Regions from separate parts of the Rattus norvegicus genome. Here region 1 is linked to region 2. Evidence: chromatin contacts called from public Hi-C data. All regions are on one chromosome and are shown on one strand. The core of a region is the stretch at or near the end of the contact, and the rest is flanking DNA. Distances in the headings are between cores, read along the strand shown.

Region 1 (4,053 bases), core at 922-3,421, 200 kb after region 2:
AAGTTATAAAATCACAGCATCACTCTCAAGCCCAGGGTTCCTGTAAGAACTAAAAAATTCTGTAAAATTTACAATGACGGAGTGGTTCCAAGTAGAGGATTTAGGCGATGTGCATTGTGGGAGCTGTAGAAGAACAGAAAACATCCTTTTCTTTTGTTCTGTTTCCTCATTCATCCATTCCATTCAAGTATTGGCTATCTATATGCCAATACCACCCAGCCTTGGTTTCTCCTCTTCTCAGTCCTTTCCAGATTTGTGTGGAAACTGAACACAACCACAAGAAGTCCTTCTACTGAAGAGAACTCACACCTGCTTCCAAAGAACAGAGTACCTCCAAATAAATGTTCTCATTATTTGAAAAAAATTAACTATACGACTGATAGAGAGCTTATATCCAAAATATACAAAGAACTCAAGTTCGACTGCAGGGAGACAAATAACCCTATTAAAAAATGGGGTTCAGAGCTAAACAAAGAATTCACAGCTGAGGAATGCCGAATGGCTGAGAAACACCTAAAGAAATGTTCAACATCTTTAGTCATAAGGGAAATGCAAATCAAAACAACCCTGAGATTTTACCTCACACCAGTCAGAATGGCTAAGATCAAAAACTCCAGTGACAGCAGATGATGGCGAGTATGTGGAGAAAGAGGAGCACTCCTCCATTGTTCGTGGGATTGCAGACTGCTACAACCATTCTGGAAATAAGTCTGGAGGTTCCTCAGAAAATTGGACCTGAGGACCCAGCATATAGCCAAAAGATGCCCCAACATATAACAAAGACACATGCTCCATTATGTTCATAGCAGCCTTATTTAAAATAGCCATAAGCTGGAAAGAACCCAGATGCCCTTCAACAGAGGAATGGATTTAAAAATTGTGGTACATCTACACAATGGAGTACTACTCAGCCATCAAAAACAACGACTTTATGAAATTCATAGGCAAATGGATGGAACTGGAAAATATCATCCTGAATGAGGTAACTCAATCACAGAAAAACACACATGGTATGCACTCATTGATAAGTGGATGTTAGCCCAAATGCTCCAATTACCCTAGATTCACAGAACACATGAAACTCAAGAAGGATGACCAAAATGCAGATGCTTCACTCCTTCTTTAAAAGGGGAATAAGAATACCCTTGGGAGGTGATAGGGAGGCAAAGTTTAGAACAGAGACTGAAGGAACACCCATTCAGAGCCTGCCCCACATGTGACCCATACATATACAGCTACCAAACTAGATAAGATAGATGAAGCAAAGAAGTGCAAGAACCGGATGTAGATCTCTCCTGAGAGGCACAGCCAGAATACGGCAAATATTGGACCCCCGTTGAAGGAATCAGAGAAAGGACTGAAAGAGCTGAAGGGGCTTGAGACCTCATATGTACAACAATGCCAAGCAACCAGAGCTTCCAGGTACTAAGCCACTACCCAAAGACTATACATGGACTGACCCTGGACTCTGACCTCATAGGTAGCAATGAATATCCTAGTAAGAGCACCAGTGGAAGGGGAAGCCCTGGGTCCTGCCAAGGCAGGACTGCCAGTGAATGAGATTTTTGGGGAGAGGGCAGTAATTGGGGGAGGATGGGGAGGGGAACACCAATATAGAAGGGGAAGGGCAGGGGTTGGGGGATGTTGGCCTGGAAACCCGGAAAGGGAATAACATTTGAAATGTAAATAAGAAATACCCAATTTAATAAAGATGGAAAAAAAGAAATTCAAAAAAGTGGTAGACAGCATTCTTAGTATAGCCAATGCTCCATATAACAAGCACATTTAAGGGCAGGAACCTTTTTAAAGAACATATTTTGGCTAATTTTCGCCTATGGATGCACACACCTTCTGCCATTTCCAGGTTTAAATTCACTACACTGAACCTTTTCTGCCTGCAGACTTTGATACTACAGCTTCCTTGGGTAGTGCCTGAATGTCCCGTTTCCCCCTCTCCTGCACCCCGTCCACCTATTTCCATGTAACTTTCTTTGCCAAGCTCTCATTATGCCTACCCCAACCTCACCTACTATTTCATCTTCTCCCCCAAGTTCCAAGCATATAGAAGATACCCCAAGACAAACCTGACTCTAAGGTCTTCCAATGACCAGTAATAGCTGTAGGTAGAGGCAGCAATGCAAAGCCCGCTACAGTGGTTCATTGCCCAGCTCTGAGGTAAAATATATTCAAGGATAAACACTAACCTTTTGGTTAACCAGTTATCAGGGAAGTAATAAATAACCAGTCCAGATTGAAGTTAGCCTTGACATAAGCTTGAATGACTTTGTAATGTTTGTTCCCCAAACTCGTTGTTTAAAAGATACAAAAAAAATCCCGAGATTTGCCCTGATTAAAGTTCAAAATATAAAGTAGTTGTTTATTAGCTTTTCAGCCGCCTGTTCATAAGAATGGTTAACGGAAAGATATGAGTGATTTCAGGTGGAGAGTTAAAAAATATCCTGCAGTGGAAAAAGGAGCCTTTGCCCAGAGTGTGGTAACCGGAGAAAGCAGATTAGAGCTTGAAAGCCATGGGCAGGAAGATAGTGAGGATCCAGGACAGGGCTGCAGAAGAATGGTGTGGTGCCCTACATACTGAAATAGACGACCAAATTAACGCAGGAGACAAACATTTATGTCTCTGAGGACAACATGATTCAGTTAAATAGGATGACTGCAAGATGAAATGAAACTGTATTTGGGGGTGCAGGGGGGGAACTGATTCCCTCAGGACAGTCTTGTAGGGTTGATTCACTCAAGCTGACTAATTTATTAATTGTCAGACCCCCTTCTCTTTTTCTACCCAGCTCTTATCAGAAGTTTTTGCGTTACAACAGCATGTAACTTTTTAAGTGGTTACAACACAGCAGACACATTCTAGAAGATATTTTGATTGCTTCCCAGACACATGGTTAGACATTTCCCCCATTTTTCAGAACAATGAATGGGGTTAATTAACCTGCTCAAAGCCATTACCACTGTGAAGGTTAATCTTGACTGTCAACTTGATGGGATTTAGGCTCACCTGGGCAATGCCTTTCTGGGTGTGTTTGGGTATGAGTATGGGTGTTTCTATAGTCTGAGTGAGCTGAACAGAATCTGGCCAGAATGTTGTGGGGCACCATCCCACAGGCTGTAACCCCAGACTTAGTTTAAAAAAAAGGAAAAAAAAGTTGATGTCGTGGTTCATGGGTGCAATTTAGTCATTCTGATGGCCAAGATAAGTAGATTGTCAGAAGTTCAAGGCTAGCCTAAATTACATGGTGAGATTGAGACTGTATGAACTACAGCGTAAAGCCCTGTTCAAACAAAGCAAAGCCAAGCAAAACAGTGCAAAACAGAACGAAACCAGACTGAACAAGCAAAACAGAAGAGAAATAGGAGAGCAGGAACATCCACCATTTTGTTTCCTGATCATGGATACGACGTGATCACCCTTTGCTGCCTATAGTGGACTATCCTGACTCCCTTTAAACAGAGAGCACAAATAAATTCTCTCTTCTTTAAATTGCATTCCTGGGGCACTTAGTCATAGTGATGAAAAAACAAGATGAACACTAACACTAATAAGCACCATTAAGATCTAAACCTAACTTGACCTTAATACTGCTGTGGGAAGAGTGCCAATTCAGGTGGAAGTCTACCGTTGACTGGATAGCCTTCTGGAGCTCAGCATGGAATGGCTGACTCCCTTCATTACCAGAGTTTCTCCTTCTCCGACCTTGTCTGGGGAATTCTAAGCTGCCACACTTGCCTTTGAAGAATGTCACATAGCCTTAATTAGTTTATAGAATCAATTTCCTTTCTTCTGACAGAACCTGTTCAGCCAGCTCCTGAGATTCCTGAGGTGCTTCCTCATGCTAATGAGGCATTCCCAGGACCCTAAGGTCTCCAGTCAATGATCTTTGCCCATCCTGCATGTCCCTGCCCTCAGACTCCCAAATTTTATAAGCCTTTAAGCACCCTAAGCAAGCTTGACCTGCCCACTGACTGTGGATCCTGGTGTGATATAGTCACCATCTGTCCTCACAGAGAATCTAAACCCTGGCTTGACAC
Region 2 (4,549 bases), core at 981-3,480:
ATAGGTTTGTTGAAATTTCTTATATGATCCTGACTTAACTGTAAAACTCACTTAGTAAAACTGTCTCCTTCTCTTCTCTCTCTTTTTTCCCGTAGTGCTACCTTAAGTAGCCTCCTTTTTTCTTCTATCTGTTCTTTTTTTTCTTTTTTCTTTTTTCTTTCTTCTTCTTCTTTTTTTTTTTTTTTTTTTTTTTTTTTTTTTTTTTTTTTTTTTTTTTGGAGCTGGGGACCGAACCCAGGGCCTTGCACTTGTTAGGCAAGCACTCTACCATTGAGGTAAATCCCCAACCCCTATCTGTTCTAATGAGCTTATCTTGTCTTTGACTCATTCTGTCACATCTTTCTCTGATTCATCACTTTGTGTCCTTTTAATTAGTCACTTTCAAATATGGGTGCTTCCTTCTACAAACTAACTTTACCTTCATTGTTTTGGATTAAAGATGTATACTAAGCCCATATCTGTATTCTAGCCAGAAGGATTAAAGGTTTGTACTAAAGGCCGGGTGACACCGTCATTGCAGGCATGGTCCAGGAGGGACTAACTACTGTTTGAATAGTCAACTTGGCATCTTTTACATAATGCTAGTTTTCAGGCTTACACAATATAAGAGTTTCTGGGATCATGTAAGCTTTTATCTACATTTTAAAGAAAGACTGAGCTCAAGAGTAAAGTGTAGTTAAGGTTGGATTCCCTTTGGGAAACCCTGTGAGACTGATGCATAAGGCTATGATGGTGAAACATGGCCTGCAGTATACAGCCTAAAATGTAAGAAGTGTGTAAATATGGAGCAACTATAGAGAGATACCTAGCCAACAAGTGGAACCAGCTGGTCTGAGAGACCATGTGTGCTACCAATAGCAAAGCCGTAGAGCTAGGACTGCCCACCCCTGTTGGAACACACTGGACATGGAGGACAAAAATCTCTTTATGGACATTGACTCTTTCCTTCTTACCCTCTGCAAGTTCATGCCATACTCACTTTGGACAGACACACTTTAGGTATGAGCACAAGTTTTTGGTGTTAGGTCCTCAGGTACTCTACTGAAGTCTAGATAGACTTGTGGGATAATCAATAGGTTAGTGAACAACCACATTCAACTGTGAGAGGCGACCTGGATTAACCAGGATTTAACTCTCTTCAGACAGCTGGAGATTTTCTGCTAAGGGTAGCTCTAAGCAAGTCCAAGTGGTTGAAGATTTCTTCCTCTAGGGAATGGAATGTACTGTAGGAAGGGCTAGTCCTGAGGAAACCATGATGTAGATGGTTTGTTTTCAAGTGATGGTGAAGGATGCTTCTCTTCCTTACTGCTTCCCTTCCTCTTTCCCTTCCCCTAGCCAGTTTTCTTATTTATAGTATATTGATGGATTTTTCTACCATAGAGGCCCAGTGGATTTCTGTTTCCCAATTCTCATCATGATTATACAAATTGCTCCTTTTAAATTCTTGCATGAAATACTGTAAATTCACATGTATATTTGTATAAAGTATTCTGCCTCTTGCCTCATCTTTCCTCCTTCTGCCAGCTATTTGATAAAATCTGCTTATGCTGTACATGCATTTTCTGTCTACTCACTCTGAGTCACCTGCCTGGGCAAACACTGTTGATATAGAGGTTACGTATGACTTATCTTCACACAGAAATATGGGAAATGACACTCAACACATTTATAAGGGCAGTGCTCTTAGTCATGGATAAAGATATGGAGAGTTGAAGTGCGCAGCCTTGTATAGCAAGTGAGTATAGAGTGGAGATGTATGCATTAACAGAAGACACATCCTGTTACTGCTTCTAGTGGTAAATTCACACTCTTTACACATATTGAGAGCCAAATCTGAGATCCAGACCACTTCTCTTATCTCAGTCTCAAGCCTGTTTATCTCAAATATCCTTTTAGACCCTTTCCTCAGAAATATTGACCCTCCTTCACCCTTGTGATAGGGAGACAAGGCACAGAAAAGAGTTAAGGTTATTCAGTACATTTTTGTCCTTGACAGCCACTAAACAACCATTGCGAACAGAAGTTACTATTGCTTCTTTCTTGGTAGAAATCTATTCTACTGTGGGAATGACCACAGGAAGCTCATCCAAGGAAGTAGAAACCTCCCTACCACTCAGAGTATTCCTTATTCTGTATTGCTGATACAAAACAGCACAGTCAAAGCAACTTATAAAAGAAAGCATTTAATTGGACTTACGTTTTGTTTCCAAGGGTTGGAGACCCTGAAGGCAGGCACAGCTCCCTTCCTGATCTGGCAGCAGAGTACAGAGGGCAGTAGGATTGCTTGCAAGACTCAAAGTTCACCTTCAGTGATGTACTTCTCCAACAAGGCCATACCTCCTAAGGCTTCTGCAACATTTCCGCCAATAGGGACCACGGGTTTAAACATGTGAACATATGTGGGAGTTTGTGTCTAAACACCATGAACCTCTGGAGCTCCAGCAGGACAGCTTCAGCAGGGCCTCCTTAGTTATCTACTGGATGCATTAAGAGCCTTACAAAGGTTACTTTTGCTTACTCTCCCACTTGGGCTTCTCTAGTCTTATCTGCTAGGTAGGATAAGTCCCTAATTTGATGATGTTATTTGCTGATTCATTTTCTCTCTCTCTCTCTCTCTCTCTCTCTCTCTCTCTCTCTCTCTCTCGTTTTTCATGTGTAATTTTGGTTTTGCTAGCTATGTAGTTAATAAAAACTAGTCATTCAATACTGAAATTATGAATTCAATGGATCATTCCTCTATAGGGAACATGATTGATGTAGCTGTCAAATCAACAAGATGCTATTTTTGTTTTGAAGGCATCATTACGATATAAAGAGGGGTGTGTGTCTTAGTCAGTGTTTCTATTCCTGCACATACATCATGACCAAGAAACAAGTTGGGAGGAAAGGGTTTATTCAGCTTACACTTCCACATTGCTGTTCATCACCAAAGGAAGTCAGGACTGGAACTCAAGCAGGTCAGGAAGCAGGAGCTGATACAGAGGCCACGGAGGGATGTTTCTTACTGGCTTAGTTATCTTTCTTACGTTCTTACCCAGAAGTGGCAGCTCAGGGATGGTACCACCCACAATGTGCCCTTCCACCCTTGATCAAAAATTGAGAAAATGCCTTACAACTGGATCTCATGTAGGCGTTTCCTCAAGAGAGGCTCCTTTCTCTGTGATAACTCCAGCTTGTGTCAAGTTGATACACAAAACCAGTCAGTACAGGTGCGGGGGAGTTAGAGAAAGGAGTTCATTTGGTCATTGCACCCCCACCCCCTTTTGGCTGACTTGGGAACCTGACATGTGAGTTGGGATGATGGTAACCTCTTCCCATATAAACCTGGTCACTCATTCTGTGTGTGTAGAACAACAGGGGAGCAAATGCCTTGTGTATTCAGACCTCCAATAAAGTATTAACATGTAAAGGTTTTCTGTCCCTTTGTATTTTCTCTTCTTCTTCTTGTTTCTGATTGCAAAGAAAGCTCACTGTTCATGTTTGTTGGGAGTAACTTAATTTTAGCTGACTCTAACTCAATGTGGCATTTTGTAATTCTGAGATTGTTGGAAAAGAAATCAATGTATGAAAAAATGTTTAATGAAATCTAACCAACGAGAGGTTTGCCTAAGGAATTGTAATAGGCAAAACCTCTTACAGTTTAACAACTTTATTGGCAGATAATCTTAATTTGTTATACTATGTCACACATGCACTTGGACTCAATTTTTTATAAATATTTTATTGATTCTCTTACAATTTCATAGTATAGATTTTGATTGCATTCACTTGCATTTCACTCTCTTTAAATCCTCCCAGTTCCATCTCCATTAAACTTAAACAAAAAAAGAAGTGTTTGCTGGTAAGTAGATAGAGCTAAGAAAATCATCCCAAGTGAGGTAATCGAGACCCCAACAAACTAATACAGTATGCATTCGCTTATATGTTAGCTGTTATGTCTTTGATGAGCAAGCTACTATCCTTATAGCTACAGAGGCTAGGTATAGATAAGGAACTAGCAGAGGGGGAAGGAACTTTTTGAGAGTGGGAAATAAAATAAATATATATGGTGAAATTGGGAAGGGAGGAATGGAAAGATCTAACGAGGAAGGCGAAAGGGAAGGGAGGAATACTGGAGGGACAGCTAAAACTTTTGCCATTTGAGGGATTTCATGGACACTTAGTATAGTGGAAGCTTTTAAGATATAAGTACATTCATACATGTATGGTATGAAATAAATCTAAATTTAAATGATCAATTACAGAGAGACGAATCCCCAATTAGATGCCTCTTACCAACAAGTGAAACTGCCAGTGCCGGGGATGTATTATTTCTAGTTAAGTTGTTGGACACAGGGGCACCATGGAAAACCCCAAATAACCCAACCATTTTCAAGGTTATTGATTGCTAGCTTCAATCTGATGGTCAGGCTCTAAGGCTAAAGATAACACCTACTTTACTCACTGAACATGGAGAAGTTGAGCTGGTTCCTACCTAGAGCTTTTCACCCCTACTGAATACTAGTGCTCCTGGTATTGGAAGATATTCTGTCTACCACCAGAGGAGACA

The links. Hi-C and Micro-C count contacts between places; a contact is called where the count stands out from the background.
Region 1: a contact with region 2 is called in a Hi-C map of hepatocytes, with 1.7 times the contacts expected there. The contact joins the promoter of Hao2 here to the promoter of Hsd3b5 in region 2. A contact is called at or near these places in 2 of 12 Hi-C or Micro-C datasets (hepatocytes and liver).

Annotation. Positions count from the first base shown.
Region 1 is chr2:188,910,962-188,915,014 of GRCr8, forward strand. Hao2 (hydroxyacid oxidase 2) reads right to left here and starts at 2,172. Exons shown (of 9, transcript NM_032082.2): 1 at 2,085-2,172. The region is part of intron 3 of LOC120100894 (a long non-coding RNA gene); the gene reads left to right.
Region 2 is chr2:188,714,788-188,719,336 of GRCr8, forward strand. Hsd3b5 (hydroxy-delta-5-steroid dehydrogenase, 3 beta- and steroid delta-isomerase 5) reads right to left here and starts at 2,231. Exons shown (of 4, transcript NM_012584.2): 1 at 2,198-2,231.